Linked DNA regions of Gossypium arboreum: region 2 is linked to region 1. The links are chromatin contacts, called in public Hi-C maps. All regions are on one chromosome and are shown on one strand. The core of a region is the stretch at or near the end of the contact, and the rest is flanking DNA. Distances in the headings are between cores, read along the strand shown.

Region 1 (6,996 bases), core at 2,064-4,563:
TTTTCTGTAAATCCTCTGGTAGTCATTGCAGGCGATCCAATGCGAATGCCACCCGGCACAAGTGCACTCTTATCCCCTGCAAATTTTAAGATGTATCAAGGATTGGTATAAAAAGGGAAAAAGTTAATTATAAATGAATGGTAAAAAAGGGGAATAAGGAAGAACTTACCAGGCACCGAATTTTTGTTCAAGGTGATAGAGGCCATGTCAAGTATTTTCTCCACCCGAGCCCCATCAATACCCTGTTGCAGGAGAAGTTCATTGATATAAAGGAGGCAAAAGGAGTTTAGGGTGTCTACAAGAGAATAAAAAAAACAAGAGATCCTACGCCTCTAGACTTGTCAATTGGGCAGATCAGGTTGGTTTTGATCAGGTTTATTTGGGTTTTTGAATTTTTAGGTTTGTCAGTTTAAGGTTCAAGTTATTTAGGTTGGGGCTATTTAGTGCATTTTGCGCCAAGTTATTTTGGGTTCAGGTCAAATTCGAGTTCAGATCAATTTGTATTTGGGTTGGGTGGATTCAGATTGTTGACTTTTTATAGCCAAATTGTGTAAGGTTGGTCGAGTTGAGTCAGGTTTTCAGTTTTGAGTCAATTTCTAAATGCCACTCAAGTTTGCATGTCTCACAGAGATGGTAACTTACCAATGGCCTTAGATCCACAAGCACAAGGTGATTATCACTACCACCAGAAACTAGTGTATAGCCAAGTTCAACCAATCGGCTTGCAAGAGCTCTACAATTAGACACTACCTGCAGCATGAAGTACCCATATTTTGACTTAATCACCACATAACTGTGCATTTTTTTTTTTTTATTACTCATCTTTGAAGGAAAGTACCTGATTCTGGTAAGCCTTGAACTCGGGTGATTGTGCATGTTGCAAGCAAACTGCTAGTCCTCCAATTGTGTGGTTATGAGGTCCACCCTGCATATACAAACATTATGCTTCTCATGATATAACTAGTTCCATAACTTGAAAGCCGGCAGAAGGATGGAATGGGGAATTCAGATTAGTAATAGGAGCAAAGGAGACCAATCAAACTAACCTGTAAACCTGGAAAAACAGCATTATTGATAGCAGATTCCAAATCAACTCCAAGAACAGGGTCCTTCTTGAAGAAGATCATGCCACCTCTTGGACCTCTCAAAGACTGGAAATGAGTAAAGAAAATCAAGTAGGTTATTCAAACGAACATATTAACACAAACAAAGTAATAGTACTATTTGGAACACACAAGTATCAGTGAGATTATTGGCAAAGCAGCTTATTTAAATTCTAATGCACATGATAAGTAAATCATGATCAAAACAACGTGAAGACATTCTTCGCTACACAAGGGCAAGTGAAATAGGGAAAGAATCAAGCGAGATTTACCATGCTACAAGGTAGTAGATTTTCTCAAGTTACCTTAAATATTAATGTTTCAACAAGCAAAACTAGCACTATGTGAAGTGAATTTAACATGCATATGGTTCAAGACAGCATTTGAAAATATTCATCCCAAACCTTGTGTGTGGTTGTTGTCACGATATCACAATATTCAAAGGGGTCAGCAACTACAGAAGCGGCAACAAGGCCACTTATATGAGCCATATCCATCATGAGAAATGCACCAACAGCATCTGCGATCTTCCAACAGATATCAATTCCAATTAAGTTAAATGCTTAAAAAAAGTCACTAAATGATAGTAAAGTACGGCAGACTATATAGCACAACCAACAAGCACATCAATGCTTACCTTCCTCATGCGAGGATAATCAAAATCTCGAGGATATGCACTGGCACCACAGATTATGAGTTTTGGTCGAAAGAGGGTAGCTGTTTTCTCAAGCATGTCATAATCAACTAGGCCTGTTCCAAATTTAAGACAAATCAAATCAACCACCAAGCAAGCATACCAACCACTAAACGAATTAAGTCTTAACAATAACGATGAGTTACCTGTGGATTCATCAAGCCGATAAGGCATTGACTCGAAATAGATTGATGTACCAGATACACGTCTTTTAGGAGTCATAAATCCATGTGACAAATGTCCGCCATGTGGTAAGTCCAAACCCTATACCAGTTACATTAAGAATCATTTATATGTGCACTATCGAACAGAGAGAACTAAGTTACAGCAGCAGAGTTCGGCAGAAGTATCTTACCATTATTCGATCATGCGGATTAAGAATTGCTGTATAAACCTCAAAATTAGCAGGAGAACCAGACAATGGTTGAACATTAACGCCCCACTTATTTTCATCCAAATGAAATGCTGCCAAAGCCCTCTTTTGGCAAAGTATTTCAAGTTCATCAATGTACTCATTGCCCCCATAGTACCTGCAATAAAAATTAAGATCATTAGCTGCAAATAATAAATCCAAAAACACAAAGATCACATCTCTATGCATTTAGCTTAACTCGATATACCTTTTACCAGGTAGTCCTTCGGAATACTTGTTTGTGAGACATGACCCAACTGCCTCCATTACTGCTCGGGATGTAAAGTTCTCTGAGGCAATAAGCTCAAGGCTTTTGAATTGCCTCTCTTTCTCCTTGTTAATAATAGCACGAACCTCGGGATCGGCTTCACTGAGGCCATGGTCCACAAATCGGGTTTCGACCACAGGGAATGAGTCCGAAGAGGGAGGCTTTCCAGTAACCAAGCTGCTTTCAAGTTGAGCTCTACAGGGTTTGACAGAGTTGAGCTTAAGACCATACCCTTTTAAAGGAAAAATTGGTCTATTCCCTTTGACCCATATGGGCTGTTGCAAAGAACCCATCATTGCAGCTCCATTACAAGCCTGCATTTTGACTTCCCACTAGTATTTCTCACAAATAACCTGCAAATTTACAACAGAATAACAAATAGATTAAAATAAGAAATTCAATTCATCATCAATTAATTTATATGTTAAAGCAGAAAATGAACAGCTATTAAGACTTAAATAATCCCATGAGATACAGGCAAAAAGAAAAAAAGGTATTTTCCTTTTAGAACTTGATCATTACCAATTCTTCTGTTAAGCCAAAACACGAAAACTAAAGAACAGCAATCTATCTTAAGTTAAAATACAGATAATAAACAAATATCTCAATAACTGGATATGAAAATTAGAGAGAGCAACGAATTAAACAAAATTTTAAGAAAGAAGGAATAATTCAAGAAATATAGAAAGAAGGGCATACTTGTTGGAAGGATTCTCTTTTTTTTTTTTTCTCGCGTTTTCTTTTTGGGTGCAATGGATTGAAGTGGCTCAAACTCTAAAACCCTAAAAGTCGACAGCGGTTTGCTTTAGTATAGTGGCAAAGAAGAAAATTAAAGAGGGTTAATTGCAGGATAAGCCCTACATTATGATCCAAATTTAAATTAATCCATAAACCTTAAAAGGTTGAATTTGATTTATCAAAGTATTAATATTGTATAATCGTATCTTTCCATCATCCTAACATCGATTTCAACATTAAATTTTGACGTAAAGTATATTTAAAGTCGATAAATAAAAATTTTAATATCTAAATTTTTATTACATGAATAATTTAAATTTGATGATTTATAAAAGATTAGATATTATCACTAAATTTTACAAAGACTTTTTTTAATGTGTTATATTTAAACTATCAATGTAACAAATATAAATGTATTTATAATTTGAATAAATATAAATGTATTTATAATTTGAATAAATTATTTTAAATATACTTCGTGTCAAATTTAAAATAATATTTGATATTTAAGTTAAAAAATCTAATTAATATAATATTAACACTTTAATATTTCAATTAAAATATTTTAAATTTCAAATACTAATCTAGCGAATAACCCTAATTAATAAATAAATGTAAAAGAAAATGAAAAAGACGAACGGCGCCGAAAATGGATTGGATAGCGGAGATTTGGGTAGTTGTCTTATGAGGGTTGAAAAACCTCCATGCGGGTTGTTCCATTGGATCTACTCGTATGTACCTGCTCTGATGTTGCCACTTGTCCTACTAAGTCCTGATTAAGTGATATTGGGGGGAAATCAACTACATGAAAATGCCAGTCTTCAATTATGCTAAGAAAAAAAAAAAGTGTAAACCAAATTTGTAAGGTTTACCAAAAATGCTAATGGTTAGAAATTTGGGTAAACTATGTAGAAAGTTACTAAATTGTTAATAAATTTATCTTGTAGTTACTTAAATTTAAAAAATTATAAAATGATAATTAAATTATTTAAAAGTTTTTATATAAATTATTAAATTGTTAAAATTATTGTTATATGGCTTTCTCCGTTTATACCGTCTGCACCAATTAAAATCTTTTTTTCTCCTTCTCTTTTACAATTTAATTTTTTTTAAATGAATAATTTTGGAACGTAATGAATTTACGAACTAAAAATTAAATAGTTTTTTTCTCTGATCCTCCACACTAATTATCAAATCAACTTGAATCTAATGTATGTTTTCTATTCTCGATGAGTATTGATCTATCATATCAATCATTAAATTGTGGTTTAGAGTTCACCAATCAAACTTACTCAAACTACTCCTCTTTCTCCAAGCTTATCTTCCACTATTCTCCATCAGTTTTGATCAAATTTAGGAGGTCTCAAGAAATTAACTATAACTATGCAATTAAAAACTAGTTTAAACGAAAATTCTGACCTTCCATAATGGTCTTTAGGCATGTCTTAAAACTGAAATTTTCAAATAATAGCAGAGAATATTCAACGTAATTTCAATATAAAAAAATTGAAGAAGCCAATGAACTAAGCTGGCGGAAGAAGAGACGACCAAGTTACCAACTCCACCTTTCATACTATTAATACACTGGATTAAAAATATTTTATATATTACAACACCACCGCACACTTGATGGAGATTAAATCTTATAACCTTTAATTTTTTTCCTATATATTTATATATTATATTTTTTCTAAATTTTAAATAATATCTCAATATTTTTGTATTATTATTATTTTTATCATTTTCAAGTGTCACAATTAGACCTGATCATGAATCGAGTTTGGGTGGAGCTAATGCAAATTTTTAGGCTTGTTTTCTAAGTCTCAACTCGAAAAATGGACTTAAATTTTGTTTAAGCCCAACCTAGATAAAAAAATACTAACTTTGAGTCCAACTCGGCCCGGCGTATTAAAAAATTTATATTATTTTTTATATAAAAACAAATTTTAAAAAGTAAACATCAAATACACTAAAAATATTAAAATAAATTATTCTCAACAAATTGAAAATACATTTTAAGAAAAAGTCTTTATATTTAAATAACACTACAATAGTTACAACTTAGTAAGCAAATGCCTCTAAAATAGTAAGAAAATTAATTGTAAAACAAGAGTTATACAATATCCAAACAATAACAACAGAAAAATAGTAATATAATAACAAAATGGCAACAAAACAACATTAAAATGTCAATAAATAACAATGAAAAATTTTAGGCAAATTCGGGTCAATCCAGGCTCGAGCCAAAAAAATCTTACCCGAGGCCTGACCCGTTTAGAAAATGGGCCTTTTTTTTGTCTAAACTCATTTTTCAAGTATATATTTTTGCCCAAACCCTCTCACTTTTTAAGTGGGCTTTCGAGCTTGAGCGAGTGGCCCAACCCATGATCAGGTCTAGTCACACATGGTAAAGATACTTGAAAAAACAAAAAGAAAAGGTCATTAATGTTAACTGTCAAAGAATCTTTTTAATGCATTTTACTCATTTAGATACTCAATTGAGTAAAAAAACAAAAGCTTAATTACTTTTTTGAAAAAATTCAAAAGCTTTTACACCCTTAATCCTTCTATTTTTTAAGTATATTTACCAAGTACACCAACAATAAATTTTGACAAAAAATAATAATTATGTCATCTATAAAGTAAAATATTTAAATAAAAATAAAAGAATTTAATCTTAGATAAACCATAAAAATAGTTACTTAACTATTAGCGTATTTCTATTTTGATCATATAGGTTTAAAAATTTTATTTTAATCACTAACATTATTGAAATTTAATATTTTGCTTACTCATTCATTATGAAATATTTTTATTGACATAATAAAATTTTATCTATTCAATATTAACATATTCTATCAATTTGGTCTTAATTCTAAAAATTCAACAAATTTAACCCTCAACTTTACACATTTAGTTAATTTAGTCTTGATTCTTAAATTTTTAAAAAAATTTAAAAAAATTTAAAAGTTTATTTTTTTGATAAATTTACATAAAATTTTATAAAATACATACAAAATTATAAAAATATTTATAAATAAATGAATACCCATTTTCTAACACAAAATTTATTAATTAAAATAATATTTTTATAAATAAAATAATAATCTTATACATAAAACAATTTAAGGAAAAAAACATAAGAAGACTTGTAACACCACACACGACCCGTTCACCAGATCCGAATATATGATGTCACATTATGTTATCGAAACAACTTGAACTAACTTAGCACATGTTCACAAAGTTTAGATCATAATTACCATGCATAACAATTAAATCACCCATTATGTTCATATACGTAAATTCATTTATACATAGGATTCTAATTCAATAAGTTACGAGTTATTGTGGGGTTGATTTTAGAGTTAGGACTCAAATCCAACTCAATTATCAAGTTTCAATGCTATGTCTCGAGACAGAGAACTCCATGTCTCGAGACAGAGCTCATTTTATTTTAAGAAATTATTTATTTATTTTTCTTCGATAATGGCATGTCTCGAGACATTAAAATCCATGTCGTGAGACAAGGTCCCTCATGTCTCAAGACCAACCTTACCTATTTTCTTATTTTAGTTTCAATGTTTGAATGTCTCAAGACAATGAGTTCTTGTCTCGAGACCTAGAACAGGACAAAATTTATTAATTTCGATATGTATGGTAAATTTTGTTCCAACTATCTTGAGACAGACTCGAGAGATGTCTTTCTCTAGACTTGATGGTGAAATGACCCTAAATGCACATTTTCAAGTTCTTAGATCATACCAAATGGTACCATGAA
Region 2 (6,996 bases), core at 2,122-4,621, 700 kb after region 1:
ACATATTTAATGTTCATATTTGTCCACCCATAATAACAATGGTATATTTACCACATAAATCCCTCATAGTCAATTAGTACCTTTAACTTATAGAACTCTAATTTTGCACCTTTTATTATTTAGTCCTTTTTACCAAGTTAAACATGCAAACGATAAAATTTCTTAATGAAATTTTTATAGGACCTTGCTAACATACTGTAGATATTAAAATAATATTAAAATAAATATTCTCACATCGGATTGTGGTCTCGAAACCACTGTTCTAATTTTACTAAAAACGGGTTATTTCACAAATGGTTCGTTGAATCTCCATTTGCTAAACACAATTAATCTCCATAGTTATATTGGGCTCTGAACCACCTATATCCATTGTTATTAAACAGATTAAGCTAAACCTTTAACAAGGCAAATTAAAATAAAAACACAAAGTAAAATGCTATACATTGAAATAAAATAAAAGCACTATTTAATTTCCCTGTCTTTCAACAAATATTGCATCAAAAGTAACTCACTTGACTACACATATACACCATTGCAATCCCCGGTAATGGCATTAACAGCCTCTCGATGCACTAACTTAGAGAGTATGACACTGCTACTAAAAATATGGAGTTGAGGCGGTATTCGCAAGTATACAGGTCAGGTTGTAATATAGTTTTACAACGGAATAGGTAAGTGCTCCGAGGATCATAACTAAGGGAGGCGAGTACTAAATTAAAATTAACTTAAACGTAAATAGATCTAATTAGTAATTTAAATAAATTATAGTTAGATGATCATAAAGTGAAAAAATATTTGTTTTTATAATAAAAGAAATAAACTTGCATAAACTAATAAACTGGAGAACTAATATGTGAGTCAATCAAATCTAAGCATGGGAGACTAACTCGCTTCGGTGGTCATAACTAATTCTTATTCCGGGTTCTACTCAACCAACTGATCATTAACCTAGCAGGATTTTTAGATCTTCCACTAAACTAACGAGTCGACAAGAACTACTTATCTCTCGACCTCACAGTCTAGATTGAATTAGGGTAAGGGGTTTATAAATAGGCAATACCAATTTTGGGTTAATTCCCACCTAGATGACTTCCTAGGGTTGTTAGGCCTAAGGTTTAAGTTCTTCCTATCCCAAATAGTTGATCCACTAAGAAACCCTACATAGAAATTAATTAATCCCACGTCCACTCGCTAATCCCCCATAAGAGGATTAGTTCGTCATGGATCCCATAAATAATATAAACTTGATGAATAAAGTAAACATAAGAAATAGATCAAGAGTAAAAGTGAAGGGAAATCCTTATTTGTATTCGAACGATTAAAGTGCAGAAATCCTCAAATAGTTTGTTGAATGCACAAGTCAGATTCTTTGCATAACAAAAATAAACTGAAAAGAAATCCTAAGTACAAAAGAAACTCAAAACTAAGAACTAAATTGAAAAGAAAATTCTAAGTTACAAAAAAGATGTTTTTCAAGTGTTTGATCAACCCTATTTATAATATTAGGGTTGGTCTCGTCCCTAGCCCTAGTTCGGCTGACGTTTTTACATTAAATTTCATTGTCCGAACCAAAATGCCCTCAACTCGTTAATGCTTTACGTACAAGGCTGGTGTCGCGACATCCATTGCTCTCTATGTTGTGACATTAAAGTCAGATTGCTTGGCTCAAGCTCAGCTTCAGGGGTGTGTCGTGGCATCCTCTGTCTTTGGATTATTTCTAACTAGGTAATCAAGTATTTTTTAAATTAAAACTTGATAGCGATTGGACTTTTATAATTTAGTCTTTGAGCTTTAATTAACTATTTTCTCTGTTAAATTACTTAATCAATCTTCAATTTTTTTTCATAACAACTTCATTAATCTTTATATTTCATCCTCGCAAACTCGATTTACAGAAATGAAGTTCTGAAACTGCATTTTCTGACACCACTTAAAATTAGGTTGTTACAAGCACTTCCAAAAGATGCATCCATTCATGCGAATAAGTTGTCTATTCATGGCCAAATGAGGCAACCTTCCTGATTATATTTTGTAGAGATAAATGCATCCTTAGTAGCATAATGATCCTAAATAAGTAAACTCCAAAACTTATCCCAAGATAGAGCCCAATAAATCAAGTAAAATCAACACATAAATCACCAAGGCTAAAAGATAAGATAAGCCTTATCCAGTAAGCAAGTCGATCGGCTCTTCTTTAAGCCATCAATTTCGATCCACAAGGTTGAGATGAAACAAATACATCCTTGGATCCATTTGCTTATGGTAAAATCCTATTAGAAGGCCCAAATAAAAAACGTCAACATCTCACATCACTTCGGTTGTCCCAAGGTCTTGTCTGAATAAGTGTTTGAACAAGAGTCGAAACATCAGTCATGGACAGCCTTGGTTTAACAATGTTTTTAAGAAAAAATATCAACACCAACAATTTAACAAGAATAATTAATGACTATTCAGACTAATTAATGACATTTATGTCAAATAAAGTATAAGGATTAATAATAATATTTAATCATAATAGAGGAATTGAAACCAAATTATATATAGACATCTATAATTGAAAATATACAAATAATTATTTGATATACTAACAGGGGTGAAAATCTTTAACTCCACAAGTGAAGTTGAGGTATTGTCATGTCTTTAATTTTTTTTTCTTTTATGAAAGAATGTGTCCTTAAATTGTAGTTAAAAAAGCAATAAATAAGTGAATATGACATGTAGCAAGATCTACACACCGGTTGAGAAGTTAAAAATTTTTATTTTATCGCTTATGTATTAAGCAATCACTCAAAAATATAATATAATAATGAAAATGAATATTGATTTAAGCCTGCAGGCTTTAACTTGGATAATATTTTGAAAGTTAATTAGATTTATCACCAGATTGTATTGTTGATTGTTTGTATCAAGGTTATAATTTTATCAATAATATAACAGTGTTCTGAATAAAATACTAATGCAGTGGTAAGATTCCATATGGATTTTAAGTCTGTGAACATCAAATTTAGGGTTTGAATCGTATAAAAATTTCCCCAAATTTGTAATGCTTGTTTCCACCTGTGCTACTTGAGTTGATGTAAAGGAAGTTTTCAATGAATTTCAAAAAGAAAAGGAGAATTTGTGTAAGGATTGACTCAATGAGATATAAAAAGAAGTTATTTTTGTATAAAAGATTAAGGAAGAGAGATTGTCTAAAAGTTAAACCCGAGATTAATATAATTGAAATTTTAAACACAGATAGGTTTGGTGAATAAATGAAAGGCAAGAGGCTTAAAGCCATGCCTTCATGTGCCAACTTAGAGAAATTTACCATAATTCAAGATTGGGCCTTCACAAAAGGAAAGAAATTTTATTTTTCTTTTTTTGGACCCTATTTACAGGTCTATGTAATCTGAAAACAGCCTCAGAAAGAAAAAGGGCCTATATAGCCCATGTTGGGAGAAGATAAAGGGGGGGGACACATATGAAACATCGTCAAATTCGAATGAAAACAAATGCAAAATCGAACATAAAGCCGAAGAAAAATATTCCCCGGAAGTATAGAGCAGATCATAAGAAAAAAAAACCCAAACATAGACAGTGGAAACAGAGAAGGAAAAGTTGACAGTTTTTCTTTCAAAGAAAAAAGAAAAAAAAAAAAGAGGAAACAATGGTTTGGATGGTGAATCAACAGGTAGGAAGAGGAAGAAGTCGAACATGGGGAGTTGCATTGCTTTGTTGGCTTTTCATCATGTTGGTTACTCCAAAGATCCCACTTTCTTACAGGAACCATCTCTATGCTGACATGCGCAACTTCGTAGGTAACTCTTTCTTTTACATCGTGTTTTCTAAGAAACAAGTGAAGTGAAGTGAAGGTATGGGATGGGATGGGATGGGATGGGATGGGATGGGATGGGATGGGATGTGGAAAAAAGAAGAAGAGAAAATTGTACATTAAAAGGGAAAATTTGCAAAATTTTATGTTTCCTCATTCATTGTTTTGCTTATAGGAGTTCCTAACACGTTGAATGTGATCACCAATTTCCCATTTCTGATTGTGGGTGTTCTTGGGTTTGTTCTTTGCCTTGGAGGAGGAAGCTTTTTCAATATAAGGTTGTTTTCTTGCCCCCTTTTTTTAAAAAAAAATTAGATTTCTTTAAGTTGTAATTTGTAAAGGATAAATTTATGACCATTTGCTGATTAACTGATGTTTATGGACGGTGGATTGGTGGCAGATTGCCAGGAGAGATGTGGGGCTGGCTGCTTTTCTATGGAGGAACTGCTAGTGTGGCTTTTGGTTCTGCTTATTATCATCTCAGGCCTGATGACAATCGAGTACTGCTGGACACCTTGCCGGTTAGCCTTGCAACTTTACTTCTTTATATTTTTTTTATTTGTTCCTCTAGCTTTCGGTTCTTGATGGTTGTTTCCATCATTCAAATGTTGTTCTTAACACAGCTATTTGCCGTAGTTGAAACCATGAACTTCAATATTATATTTTTGTCTATTCTTCGAATTTGCGCTTCATTGCTGAATGCCAAATAGTTGAAATCTCACTTGCTTTGTTTCTAATTTGGTGTTTTTATTGTCTTTTTACATAGAAAGAATCAGAAATTGCAGATGAGTTTCCATTCTATTTCATCCACAATCATAGCCCCTTTGGAATTTTACTACCATATTTCTGTCAAATGCTCCATAACATCAAATTAATTCACATATGTGCAGATGATGATTGCTTATTCCTCTCTTTTTTCTACTTTTATACTCGAGAGACTCGGAGAAAGAATTGGATTAAGTTGCCTTTTTTCACTAGTAGTTCTTGCTGTTCTAAGCACGAGTTATGCAAGGTTTGATTCTTTCTTGAGATGATCTTTTCATCTGTTCACTGAATTGGTCAATGCTTGTCATTCAGATTTCGATTTGTTTTGGCTGAATAAGACTCGATTATTGTTTGCAGAACATTTAATGATCTTCGGTTGTGCATGATATTCCAGTTAATTCCGTGCATTGCTATTCCGATCATGACATTTTTGTTCCCACCTAAATATACCCACTCTAGATACTGGCTTTGGACGGTAGGTATGTCATTTGTCTTCCTTTTCCCGCCTCACATGGAAATCCCACTTCAAGCAAATAATCATGTGGAAAAAGGGTTAGAAATTTGTGGATTTACTACAATTAGCATGCTAGGAGCTGTATGGAATATGCTTCCTTTGGATTGTCTTCTTTAATCTTTATGTCATTTGATACTCTCTCGTTCTCTCTGTTTTCGAAAAGCATTGGGAGTATATTGTATTTTCTTTCCTTGCTCTCAAGAATGTTGGTTTGCTTAAAAATACGATAACAATCTGGTACAGGAGTTTTCATCCTGGCCAAAATGGAAGCTCTAGCTGACATGAAGATATACCGCGCAAATAATTATATTATCAGTGGACACTCCTTGGAGCACCTGTGTTCTGCAATCGCCCCTGTTCTGGTTACAGTTATGCTTATGCATAGGAGCTGCAGATTCCCGAGGTATTCAAATTTTAAGGTTCAGAATGGAAATTCTTAGATGCTTTTTAGCATTTCATATGAACAAAGTTTTCCAATAATCCAAATGTAATGACTGAAATGCTTCTTTCATTAAGGCATTTGGAAGTGTTATTACAATGTCCGAGTGTTTGCAAGGGCTCAATGTGTTTCATTTTGGTTCTATATATTTCTTTGCATTGGGAATCCTATCCTTTTTTTTGTTTGTTTGTTTGAATTACTTGAGTCGATTGTTTAATCTTCACACTGCTATGCAGTTAAGACATCTTTATTTTTTTTAACTGCAATGAATGGATCGAGTTCAAGATGTCCTTGTAAATTATTTGATCTTTATACAAATTACATTTTGTTGCTGATGACTTGCAGAAAAAGTTATTGTTTTCTCTTACTTGGTAGTGGAAGTCATGACAGATTAGGTGAAATCAAAGAATGTCCCTGATGAAGAATTCAAAGAGGATGAAGGCATTCCTATGGCAGCATTCACTGTGATTGAGAAATTTTTATACGAAGAACCATGGGAGCTGACAACAAATGACATGATTACCATTTAGTTCTGATGAAGAACTTGATGAAATTTCTTCTCCCATGCTTTCTGCATTACTCTGGATCCGCAAAGAACAAAGGCAAGTAGAATCCATTAACCATCCACCTTTCCGGATTTGCACTTTAGACCGAGTTGGTTTCTGGGTGTCAAATCATGATTCGTGACCATACTATAATATACATTTTGCTAGCATGGTGTCTCCTTTTTTTGCCCATTTTTCATAGTTTTACCATACAAGTCTTATAATGTGACATGAATTATACTGATTTGGTGACTGTGACAATGGCAATGGCCTGTGGAGAACTTAATGGACATGCTAGTGAGAGCTTCATGTAGCAAATGTCTAATTGAGATATGAACCATGAATTGTTACTCTCTTTTTTTTTTTTTCTTGGAAATTCATGCTCAAAATATTGGTACAAGATTTCCCGGTTTCATCCTCCTCTTTTTCCAGGTATGTTGGAAGTTGGAGGATAATCTTGAATGTCAATTTTGAATTGAGCTTAGTAAACTTCAAATCAAGATGCTTCTAAATGCACATTTGTTTTATTATATAATCACCAAAGTGTGTCCATATACAGGCTTGCATACTCTATTTGCCTTTTATCAATTTAAGACTGGTAAAAGGGAAGCCCTTGGCTTGAATGATCATTGTCCTTCATGGATGGTAGCTTAGGTAAGGGGAAATGACTTGGAAGATGAAGTCTCACCATCCATATCAACTTATATCGTATTACCAAATTCAGACATTGGTTTTACGGTTTTATTCAATAAGAAAAATGACATCATAACAAATGCTTGTAATTTGGTAGGAAAAAGGGAAGCATGAAATATGATGAATAGATGATCATGCTTTACCTACTACTAACTCTCAACTCAACCACCAAAACTCAATACGCCCTTTTTTCAGATTTTCTTTGGGTTGTTCAATTATAATTTTT

The links. A called contact is a pair of places that touch in the nucleus more often than the background predicts.
Region 2: a Hi-C map of leaf shows a contact between it and region 1, with 6 times the contacts expected there. The contact joins the promoter of LOC108484393 here to the promoter of LOC108486534 in region 1. A contact is called at or near these places in 3 of 5 Hi-C or Micro-C datasets (all in leaf).

What each region holds. Positions count from the first base shown.
Region 1 is chr6:109,949,867-109,956,862 of ASM2569848v2, forward strand. LOC108486534 (serine hydroxymethyltransferase 3, chloroplastic-like) reads right to left here and starts at 3,314. Exons shown (of 11, transcript XM_017790637.2): 1 at 3,177-3,314; 2 at 2,418-2,830; 3 at 2,153-2,327; 4 at 1,944-2,061; 5 at 1,741-1,853; 6 at 1,508-1,630; 7 at 1,047-1,151; 8 at 839-925; 9 at 643-750; 10 at 170-242; 11 at 1-76. The coding sequence starts at 2,797.
Region 2 is chr6:110,647,697-110,654,692 of ASM2569848v2, forward strand. LOC108484393 reads left to right here and starts at 3,372. Exons shown (of 7, transcript XM_017788165.2): 1 at 3,372-3,800; 2 at 3,990-4,092; 3 at 4,215-4,335; 4 at 4,705-4,826; 5 at 4,937-5,058; 6 at 5,337-5,496; 7 at 5,878-6,612. The coding sequence starts at 3,650. The coding sequence ends at 5,950.